Regions from separate parts of the Mustela erminea genome. Here region 2 is linked to region 1. Evidence: chromatin contacts called from public Hi-C data. All regions are on one chromosome and are shown on one strand. Each heading gives the region's core, a stretch centred on a gene start, on an enhancer-like site or on the middle of the called end of the contact. The rest is flanking DNA. Distances are from core to core; before and after follow the strand shown. Region 1 holds the start of ZMYM2 (zinc finger MYM-type protein 2). Region 2 holds the start of MPHOSPH8 (M-phase phosphoprotein 8).

The links. A called contact is a pair of places that touch in the nucleus more often than the background predicts.
Region 2: a Hi-C map of skeletal muscle shows a contact between it and region 1, with 11 times the contacts expected there. The contact joins the promoter of MPHOSPH8 here to the promoter of ZMYM2 in region 1. A contact is called at or near these places in 2 of 3 Hi-C or Micro-C datasets (skeletal muscle and spleen).

What each region holds. Positions count from the first base shown.
Region 1 is chr15:85,081,164-85,086,507 of mMusErm1.Pri, reverse strand. ZMYM2 (zinc finger MYM-type protein 2) reads left to right here and starts at 2,844. Exons shown (of 25, transcript XM_032314311.1): 1 at 2,844-3,013; 2 at 4,168-4,233.
Region 2 is chr15:85,404,520-85,410,094 of mMusErm1.Pri, reverse strand. It overlaps MPHOSPH8 (M-phase phosphoprotein 8), which reads left to right and starts at 1,671. Exons shown (of 14, transcript XM_032315375.1): 1 at 1,671-2,138. The coding sequence starts at 1,887.

The DNA of each region.
Region 1 (5,344 bases), core at 1,595-4,094:
ACTCTGTGAAAGTGAAATTATTACCTACACATCACTATACCATCACTATAGCCAGTTTTAGACATTTTTATTTCTCCATTCTCTTCCCACCTCCCAAGGCCGAGGCAACCAATAATCTACTTTCTGTCTCTCTACATTTGCTTAGCCTGGAAAATTCACATAATCAGTCATCAAAAAATGGTCTTTTGTGATTATTTCTCTTGGAATAATGCCTACATGTTATGGTATGGACCAGAACTTCATTCCTTGTTATGGATGAATAATAAAAAATATTTCATAATATAGGTATACTACTTTTGGTTTATACATTCATCAATTAATGGACATTTGGGTTGTTTACACTTTGATGGAAATTATGAATAATACTGGTATAAACATCCAAATACTTATTTTTTAAAGTACTTTTGTATAGAATAAAGTGTAATTTTTATTTAAATTATGACAAAAATATGGCTTGTTTTTTACCCATTCTTACCTCTCAACTAGATTTCTTCCTGTATTAGGCAGGGAACCCAGTGAACATTTTCCAGGACAAAGACTTAAAAGAAGGGATACAAAATGTGAATAATATATTCTACTGCAATTATTCTTCTTGTTAATTGATTATAAAATGGCAATAATGCCAGGGAATCGATAGCAGCATAAAACTTCCTCAAACTGAACAACATTTGGAAATCTGATTTAGCATTTAAGTCTATGACAGAGCTTATTGGGAAGTATCTCTATTCAAGCCTTCCAACTATAAATTCAATGTGCAGTACCTACTGCTGTGGTATATGATGAAAAAAGGGATGCTCCAAGTTTTCACAGAATTATTACAATGTTGCCCTGCATTTGGTAATAGAGGAGATTTCTGTTGTGAAGATAGGGACATCAAAAATGTCAATGTAAGGGGCATCTGGATGGCTCATTCAGTTAAGTGACTACCTTTGGCTTAGGTCATGATCTCAGAGTCCTGGGATCCAACCCTGAGTCAGCCTCCCCGCTCAGCGGGGAGTCTGCTTCTCCCTCTCCCTCTGGGCTCCCCCTGATTGTGCTTTCTCTCTCAGATGAATAAATAAAATCCTAAAAAAAAAAAGCCAGTGTAAAACAGTACTGTGTAATACAAAGTCTTACAAGGATATTGGATTAGAATACTGAGAAAATTTTGTTGTGAAATAAAATATCTACTGAAAAATAAAATACCATTCTGAGAAAACTCATTGAAATGCATGTTGGATATTCTTCAACTTAAACAAAGAGTAGTATATTTATTGCATTTAGCTCTAGGTGTTAGGATTATTTGATTTTTTAAGTCATAGTGAATGAATGAATCTCAATTTCTACTGGATTACATTGTGTAAGCGTAATCTAAAACCGTTCAACATCAGTTTTTACTGAGTTGATTCATTAAAAACCTTATGTTCATCATCTTAGTGTAAAACTTTAAGTTGTAACCTCAAACGTCTATTTATTAATAGGCAGTGGTGTTAGATAACCACGAAATTGCCAAGTCTCATGTATCCATCCATTTCTTTCCCCAACACCATCAAGTGTAATGCCACTAACAACCGCTAGGGTGAGACGAGAGAGGCCTCACTTTCATCTTTACATGGAATCTTGGAAAGTGCACCGCACCATGACGTGCGCCAAAGACGTAGGTGTAGACGATGAACAAAAGAGAAGCCCCACCGTCGATGTGGCTTTCCCCGGCACGCCCGCCCCGCGGCGCGCCGCAACACTCCGCACCTTCGCTCGCTGCCCGCAATCGGGCGGGCCCTGGTTGGGCGAAGCGATTGAGCTGTGGAGTGGAGTCTCCATCAACCGTTGAGGACCAGGAGGTGGTGGAAGGCAGTGGAGAGGCTGGATAGAGGCTGGGGGAGGGCAACCGAAAGAGTCTGCGGAGGAGGACGACGGCAGCGCCGAAGGACACACTGAGGGGAGGCTCCAGCCCCTCCAACAGGCGGGAGCCCAGCTCCAGGGGAGCCAGCAGCTTCCTCCATCTTGGTTGATGGAGGCGGGGAGCGGCGTCTGAGTCTCTCCACCGTGGCACCCGTCCCCCAAGGGCCCCTCAGGCGCAGACGCTGGAATCAAGGGCTATCCCCTCGGCCGAATGGCGGAACCCAGTTGGGGCTTCGCGGGGCCAAGTTTCCCAGCCCCACGGGTTTGGTTTTGAATTGGTCCCAAGTTCCCACAGCAGTCCCGACAAAATGGAGGACGTCGTCTCCTCCTGCAGCCATGACGGGAGGTGGGGGGACAATTCCCCACGGGGGTGAGGCGAGGGTGGAAGTGTTCCCACTCCCCTCAGCACATTCGGAAACTCACTTCAAGCGCTGCCCCGACCTCCCACTTTGCCTCGCCCCAGCCCCTTGCCGGGCTCGCCCCTCACGGGGAGCTTCAGGCATTGGACAGGGAGGGCGTTGGGGACATCGAGGCCGCGTCGCTCCTCGGACAGGGTCGTTGGGAGCGGCTCCAGGGGCCTGGGCGTCCAGGCCCGAGCTAGGGCAGGCGACGACGGCCTCCATCCCTCGGGCTGTGCGGGGCCCTGGAGAGCACCCTGGGCCCCCGGGTACCGAGCCAGGGGCCGGTGCAGCGGGCAGCGAAACTCGGGCGGCCTGACCCTGACGGACCTGGGGGTGGGGGCGGTCTGGTAGGCGGGGGTAAGAAGGGGAGGGGACGCGGCCGAGGGCCGAGCGCCGGCCGAGGGGGGAGTGGAATGGCAACGCCGGAGGGTGTGGTCTGTTCCTGATGGACTGCCCTCCGGACCACCCCCTCGGGGGGGGGGCTGAAGGAAGGCAGATGTAGCCAATGGACGTCCCGGAGGCGCCCCGGACCGCCCTTCCAGCCAGCCAATGAGGGTGCGGAGGGCGGGGCCTTCCCGGGCACGGCCGCGCCGCCGCCTCCTCCGCCTCCTCCTCCTCCTCCTCACCAGCTCTAAACCCGGGACTGGACCGAGCGGAGTTGTGCGTGTTGCTGAAGGGGGGGTGGGCCGGGGGAGGGGAGGTTCGTTCCGCGGAGCCGCAGCCAGAACCGGGTGAGGCTTATCCCCGCTGTCTTTCCAGTCCAGGTCCGCTGATAGTGGGGGTGGCTGGGAGCCGCGCAGCCTCGGGAGGAGGAGGCGGAGGCGGAGGCGACTGGGGAGGCGGAGATGGGTGAGGGCAACCTCCGGAGCCTCCCACCGACCCGGGATTAATACCCCGCGGCGCGGCCGCCGTCGCCGCAACCGCGTCGGGGCCTCGGGGGCTGCTCCGGGCTCCGCTCATGTCACAGGCGTCTTCGCATGCGGCCCGAAGGGCTGCGAGAGTGAGGGCGAGGCCGGGAGGGCTGGGTGAGGCGGACGCCAGAGGCGGGGGTCTCTCGGGGGGCGGGGGCTGCCCGGGTCGGGGCTGTGGGAGGTCGCGGGGTATTTTTCCTTTCTTTCTTGAGGCGGGGGGGTGGTGGTGGAAGGGTGGGGGGAGGGGCGCTTCAGTTCGTTCTCCCGCTCTCGGGGCTGCGCTCCGACCGTCTCCGCGGTAGCCTGAGGTCCCCAAGTTTTTCGGGGCGCGGGTGCTGCCTCTTTCCCCACCCGGTCCCCTCCGTCGCTCTTCTCTTTCCTGGGTTGCGTTGCGCGGCTCTTGCTCCTCACGTATTGTTTGGCTGGGTCTCTAATGGCGGACGGGGAGGCAGCGCTGCCGGTCGCCGACTGCAAGCGAGGGGGGGGGGGGGCGGGCGGGCAAGTCTCGGGCCCAGGGCAACTGCTTGGGGCAAATATGGGAGATAGCACCCCGACGGTGACGTGAGCCGCCCCTTACCTCCGAATTGGTGTGGAGAGTGACGGGGATGACGCTGGGGTGGGCAAATTTAGGAGGGAATACAATTCCTTTGCTGGCGTCGAGGCAACGTTTGCCCTTCCCCCCCTCCCCCGCCCGCCCCTTCCCAGTTAGTAGGCTTGGTGCCCTCCAGCCTCCTCCCTCCAGATTTTGCTTTTCACGTGGGTTTTGTTCCCAGATATATATTTTGCGTGGTTTTCCTCTACTTTACGTAGGAGAGGATTGCTGGTTGCGGGTTGGGGAGTAATAATAGAAGGGCCAAACCTCCTTGACCTCTTACTCCCTTATCGTCTTCAGGAGGAATCCTGGTGGAAAGGGCTCGGTTTTCCCACATGGTTGGATGTTCTTGATCCATTTTTCATCTTTCCTCTTACCCCAGGACCAGGAATCGCCTTCAACTCCAGTTGGTGCATCTTTGGCAGAAAGTGAGGAAAACACCCCCATTGTGAGTCCTTTGCCCCTAATATGTTGTTCTTAAAGGACGTTGTCAGTTTGTAGGGGTTCAGCCATGGGACTTGTCTGTCCCCGTTGTCTTGAGGGGGAGGAGCTTTCCCTTGGGTGGCAGCTGCCCCCGGGGTGAAGCCTGGGTAATGGCTGGTGAGGCAGCTGGGAGTGGGCGCTGCTGTTTCCACCGCTGCAGACATCTCTCCTGCTGCTGCAATACCAACCTCAGCAACCAGACGACGGGCTCCTGCAGCTGCTCACGTTACCCGGGAGGAGGGGTGGTGCAAAGGAGGGCATATTTCTGGTGCCCTCTAGAGTTCCAAAGTGGGAATTGAAGTTAATTCGTTTTAAATGCTATGCATGCAACCATCTTTAACACTTTTTCTTCTTTACAATGGATCATTGATTGTAGGTATTGGAAAAAATACAATCATTTGACTTTCCGTTCGTGTCTGATTTAAAAGACTCTTAGGGTTCATAGTTGGTAGATCTCTTTCATGACTTTGTTTAGGAAAGGGCATGAAATCAACACTTCTAGTACTTTAGTTTATCCAACTAGGTTACTAGCTACTATGCAGATTACACCACTCCACTGCTCCAGATAATCTCTTGGTCGTCCATCTTCTGTGTTGATTAGTCTTCACTTGAGTCATTCTTGAATGTGTCACCTGAGTTATTGTTTAATGCTTGTAATTTGTTGGTTTTGAGGAGCAGTCTTATAATATGCTAGACAATAAACAAAACCAGTCAAAATTTCTGTCAGTTGAGATTAGGTACAAAATATCAGTGAAGCTCCACTCTGGACTCAGTGTATTTCCTGAGCTCTGGACACACTGTATCTCATTGACTGTTGATATTGTAACTTGTAGCTCTTTGTCAGAGGTGAGTCATAAATATAGTAGCTTATGCTTAAATATTAAGTCCCAAATGGATCAAAAGATAATTAATAGGTGATGAATATTTTGCTGAATACTGACCTGAAAGATGATGTGAGGATGGCAACTTATATTTTGATACACAACATTCTAGGCACAATACAAGGCACTTTCATGTATTATTTCCTTTAGTTTTAGCAAGTAGCCTGCAGACTGATAAAAGTGGCACATGTTGAG
Region 2 (5,575 bases), core at 422-2,921, 320 kb before region 1:
CAACTGTTGAATAAAGTCAATAAGATCTTCAAATTTAGTCAACTGAATTTTAATACTATGCTCTATTGCTCTTTGTGTTTTTAATACTTAGTATGGTGATGGTACATAGGATGCATTTAGTAAGCTAAATAAATAATAAATCAATGAGCCCACTCAAGATCTGATGTGCCTCTCCCATGATGTGGGAAACAAAGGTAGAAGAAAAATTATTAAATTTCCTACTACTTACAGTCCATTGACAAGTCTCTGAAACTGAATCTAGGGATTCAACTGCCTTGATGTTGATACTTTGCTAAGGGCAAAAGGCAATCTTAGCCCGACCCTCCAGTATCCTGTAAGTCTACTTTGACATACAAAAACTCCTTTGGAAACTTCATCTCTACTCCTGCAAAATACATCTGAAGGGTCTCATGACTGGGGTTTTACCAGAGAGTAATTAATTACCTTTTCGCAACAATAGCTAGCCCCCTCTGGGTCCTGGAAACCTTGCTTCCAAATTTGTGAGAAATCTATGCTATCCCCAAGCACCTTCCAACTTGAAAGTATATAATGACCCAGCGCAGCTCTCTGCCCACAGGTCCTGTCCCCGTGCTTTAGTAAAACGGACTTTTTGCACCAAAGATGTCTCAGAAATTCTTTCTTGGCTGTATGCTTTGAAACCTGTCTTTCCTCCATCACCCAAATGGATCTGGTGGATCATAGATGGTTCTTTAGTTAACCTCAGAGTTAATTTAAAAGAGCTAATCTTATAAATTAAGTCCACCATTCAAAGAAACAGTGCCGTGGGGCGCCTGGCTTGCTCAGTCAGAAAGGCTTGTGACTCTTGATCTTCAGGGTGAGTTTGAGCCCCATGTTGGGTGTAGAGATTACTTAAACTTTATAAGAAATTTAAAAAGTTGAAAGTTCCCTACAATAAAGATTTTATTTAAGATTCAAAGTGAGAAAAATATTATACCATTAAGTGGATTATCCTAGCAACTTTGGATAACTAGCTTTGTCAATCGTGGACGAAATACTTTTATCACAACCTCTGACATTTTCAATGGGGAAAAAAAAATCCGAAGAACTTAGAAAATAACTGGTTTTGACTTGCTACTTAAAATTTTTTTCCCCTAACCTTAAACAATACGATATACTAATATATAATAGCACTATGAGTTATGTTTGATTGTGTCGTTCACACGCATTAAACGAATCAAAATTACACTTGCACGATCCGCCCGGCATTCCATTCTGGCCCGAGGTGGGAGGTGGGCCGCATTCCTACAAAGGCCCCCGCCTTGGCCGTGAGGCGCAACTGGAAGAAGGAAGAGACCTCGCGCACCATTCCGTCCCCTCAGGAGCTTGAGCTTCCCTTTCAGTCGAACTACCGCGCCTCTGGTGTTCTCCCGCCGCCTCGTCTCAACTCGGGAAGCGCCGAGCCCGCCTCCGCTGCCGATTCACCACTCAGCGCTGAAGCCCAACCTCTCCGAGGAACCCCGTCAACTTCACTCCCTCCTCCCCCGCGCCCAGACAAGCCCCTCCCCTCCCCACCGACAGTTCCCGCCCCAACCCCCTAGGGGCTCAGAAGCGGCCCTATCCCTCCAACCGCCAGCACGAGAAACGATCCTCCGCCACACTCTTACGGCCCCTTCCGCCCCGCCCTTCCGCCGGGGCGCCCCTCGGCCCTCCCACCCGCTTCCCGTAGGCTCCGTGGGGCTCCAGCGCGCCAGCCTCGAAGTGATTGGTTTCAGTGTGTGTCGCTCCAGGGTCGTGAGCCCGCTATTGGAGAGTTTCCTTCGCAGCGTCACGCTGCCAGAGTGGATTAGGGCCAAGTGCGGAGCGCGAGGAACTGTCGGGGTGTGTGTCGCAGCCGCTCTTCCTCGGCGGTTTGCGGGTCTCATATTATGGCGGAGGTGGTGGTGGCGGCGGTGGCGGTGGCGGCGGCGGCGGCTGCCGAGGGAGAGAGCGTGAATGCAGTTCCTGTTGCAGGTGCCGACAGCAATGGTGAACCTCCTGAAGTCGAAGGAGAAGGTGTTGGAGCAGTGGGCGAAGAGAAGGATGCCGCCACGAAAGGAGCCGAGGCAGTTGGAGACAGCGAGGAGGACGGAGAAGATGTGTTTGAGGTGGAAAAGATTCTGGACATGAAGACCGAGGGGGTACGTGTGCGCCGGGGGGAGGCGAGGCTGGGCCTGCTGGGCCTGGCGTGGTGAAGCAGGGAGCTAGCTGTTGGACGTCTGTGGAGGGTTGCCGCGCGAGGACGCAAAGCCCTCCCAGAATTCACAAGCTGGGAAAGACCAGCTTGTGCAGACACGACGTAGGCGGGGGAAAGGAACGTGACAGCCGGAGGCGACGCAAGCGTGCGAATCATGGGAGCAGTGCATTGACATTCCTCAACGGACTCTTGGGCTGTGGCTGTGAGGGTCCGTTTCAAGAAGTTTGAAAGGGTTATGTGGCCAGGAGAGGAAGCAGTGTAGGTTGCGGTATGTGAGTGTCAGGGGTGCAGACAGTTGGTGAAGGGTTTGTCATGGTCTTCGAGTACCTGATTGGGGCCACTGCTCCGTGTTAGAAAGTGACTCTGACATCGTGCTTCTCTTCATAGTCCAGTGTCCACGCCATCGTTTCAGTGTTTTTCAAAGCCATGATCAATTTTCTGGTTTAAAATCTTTTGGAATTCCTCTTCGTCCTCAGAACCTCGCCCAAGAGGGTGGCATTTAAAGGTCTTAAAAACCTGACCATTATCTTTCCTTCTTGTTTACTGTGTGATTGAAACCACACAGTAATACTTGAAATTCTTCCTTACACTATGCCTTGGCGCTTACTCCTCTCTTCTATTTCGCAGTCTTTTAGGTCTTATTCTCTGAGCGTCAGTTTCTCAGTGAAATCTTTTTTTGGCCCTGATCCCTGCAGAGTGAGATGCTTTTTCAACTAGACCCTAGTAACACTTTGTTCAGACCCCTGTTTCAGCACTTAAAGCGTTTTTCTTTAAATATTTGTCTCGCCTGCTAGGTTGTAGGCTCCTTTAATAAAGGAATATTTTTATTAATTTTTGTATCACTGGTATTCAATCCAGTGCCTGGTATGTAGTAAGTGGTTTGTGTATATCAGATTATTAAATGAGTGAATGAATCATGGACTGCAAGCTGGGGTAAAGGAGAATGGGTGGAAGGATGGACAGTAGGGAAGCACTTTGTTTCAGTAGGTAAGTGTGAGATAACCAAAGGTCTAACGTGGTAGTTGGATCTCTGTATTCTTTTTTTGTTTTTTGTTTTGTTTTGTTTTTTGGTAAAGATTTTATTTATTTATTTGACAGAGAGAGAGAGAGATCACAAATAGGCAGAGAGGCAGGCAGAGAGGGGGAAGTAGGCTCCCTGCCCGGCAGAGAGCCTGATGCAGGACTTGATCCTAGGACCCTGAGATCATGACCTGAGCCAAAGGCAGACGCTTAACCCACTGAGCCACCCAGGCGCCCCTCTGTATTCTTTTTATTGTCTGTTGTTTTCTGTTTGTCATGTGCTACTTTGCATTAATGTTTTTGTCTATTTAGCAGACTTTTTTTTTTTTTTAAATCACATGCTGTGTGCTATGTGTGGTGTTAGGTCCTGAGCATATAGAGATGAATTGTAGCATACACAGTTGCTGACACTGAAGAGTCTGTCTATTGGGAATAAATAATTGAAATCTAGTGCCATTAATATTATCATTAGTTACAATTCAGCAAAGATAGAAATTTATTTGGTGTAATTTTCCCAAATATATTACAAAAGCATGTTGGGATGAGAGTAGAGCCAATCTTGGACTGTTTTGTATTCTCTGCAATTAACTCAGTGCTTGGCACATAGAAAATATTTGGAAAAATATTTGGTTAGAGGAGTAATATGTTTAGAATTAAGATGATTCACCTCTTGGTGTACTTTTTTCTTTTTTAAATTTATTTTAATTCCAATGTAGTTAAATTCATACAATATTTAATATTCCTTGTCCCCAAAATTGTAGGCGCTGTACCCAAAGTCTCATATATTTTAGTCAAAAGCGGATGAAACTATGAAGCTTAAGTGTTTAAAGCAATAAAGGAGGGTTATTTATATCACTTTAGTGATGTGAAGTTGGGTGAAAATTCTAGTTCTCAGGGCCTTGTATTTTTAGGTGCTCTTGAGAATGAGTGGTTCATAAGATGAAAAGTATTAGCTCAGCAGAACAGAACTATATCGGTTCTGTGAACTATATCTACATCAGCTAAGTGAGCCAGCCAGTGGAAAAACTTAAGGGTCTTAAAGAGTTTGTTTGGCCTCCTTTTTGTCTTAAGGTCTTTGGTATTTCTGTTGTTGATAAGCCACCAGACTGTGGTATTCTCTTATTGACTAAGACAATCATAATGATGAGTGTTGGCTTGGAGGAATAGCATTAATTCTAAATTTATATATTAGCCATGCTCTTTCTTTCAGTTTATTGCTAAATATATTTTTTTGTATGTTTTCAGAACAATCAAATGAATCTGACAGATCTTGAAATTTTGGCTTCGATTTTGAATTGGAATCATTTTTACATCATAAAAAGCTAGTACTTTTACTATTTATGGGAATCTGATTTGACTTTTTTTTTACGGTACAAATAAATATTTTAATTATAAAACTTCATCAATTATCACAAAGCCAACACCTGTGTAACCTCCATCCAAGTCAGAAAACATTAGACTGCCAGCCCTGGAAACCTCTTTTGTTTTTGTTTTTTATTTGTTTGTTTGTTTGTTTGTTTTTAAGATTTTATTTATTTATTTGACAGAGATCACAAGTAGGCAGAGAGGCAGGGGGTCAGGAAGCAGGCTCCCTGCTGAGCAGAGAGCCCAATGTGGGGCTCCATCCCAGGACCCTGAGATCATGACCTGAGCTGAAGGCAGAGGCTTTAACCCACTGAGCCACCCAGGCGCCCCTGGAAACCTCTTTTGATTCAACTTTCTCATCAAGTATCCTCTACCATCCCCCAAAATCACTGTCCTGGATTATTATATGGAAATAGCTTTCTTGCTTTTCTTTGTAATTTTTCTGCCTAAGGATGCATTCTCTGAGACTTGAGTGTAGTTGTACCAGATTTTTTTCTTTCGTTCAAACGGAATCTCACAATATTTGTTTTTTGTGTGTGTGCTTTTTTCCCCTCAACAATATTTTTGTCAGATTTTTTTAAAAAATGTTTATTTATTTATTATTTTAGAGAGGGAGAGTGAGTCCTGGGATGTAGGAGGGTGGGAGGAGAGGCATAGGAAGAGAGATTCACAAGCAGATGCCACCCTGAGTGGGGAGCCATACCTACACAGGGCTTGATCTCACCACCCTATTATCATGACCTGAGACGAAATCAAGAGTTGGACACTTAACCAGTTGAGCCTTCCAGGCACTCTAGCTGCTAAATACTTTTTTGAATGGATGTTGAATTTTATTAAAATTTTTTTTCTGCATCTATCAAGATGATCACATAATTTTTCTCTTTTATTGCATTAATGTGGTAAATTATATTGATTTTCTAATGTCAAATCACTTTTGTATTCACAGAATAAACTAGAGTTGGTTGTGATGTTACTTTTTTAATGTTTGTATTTGTT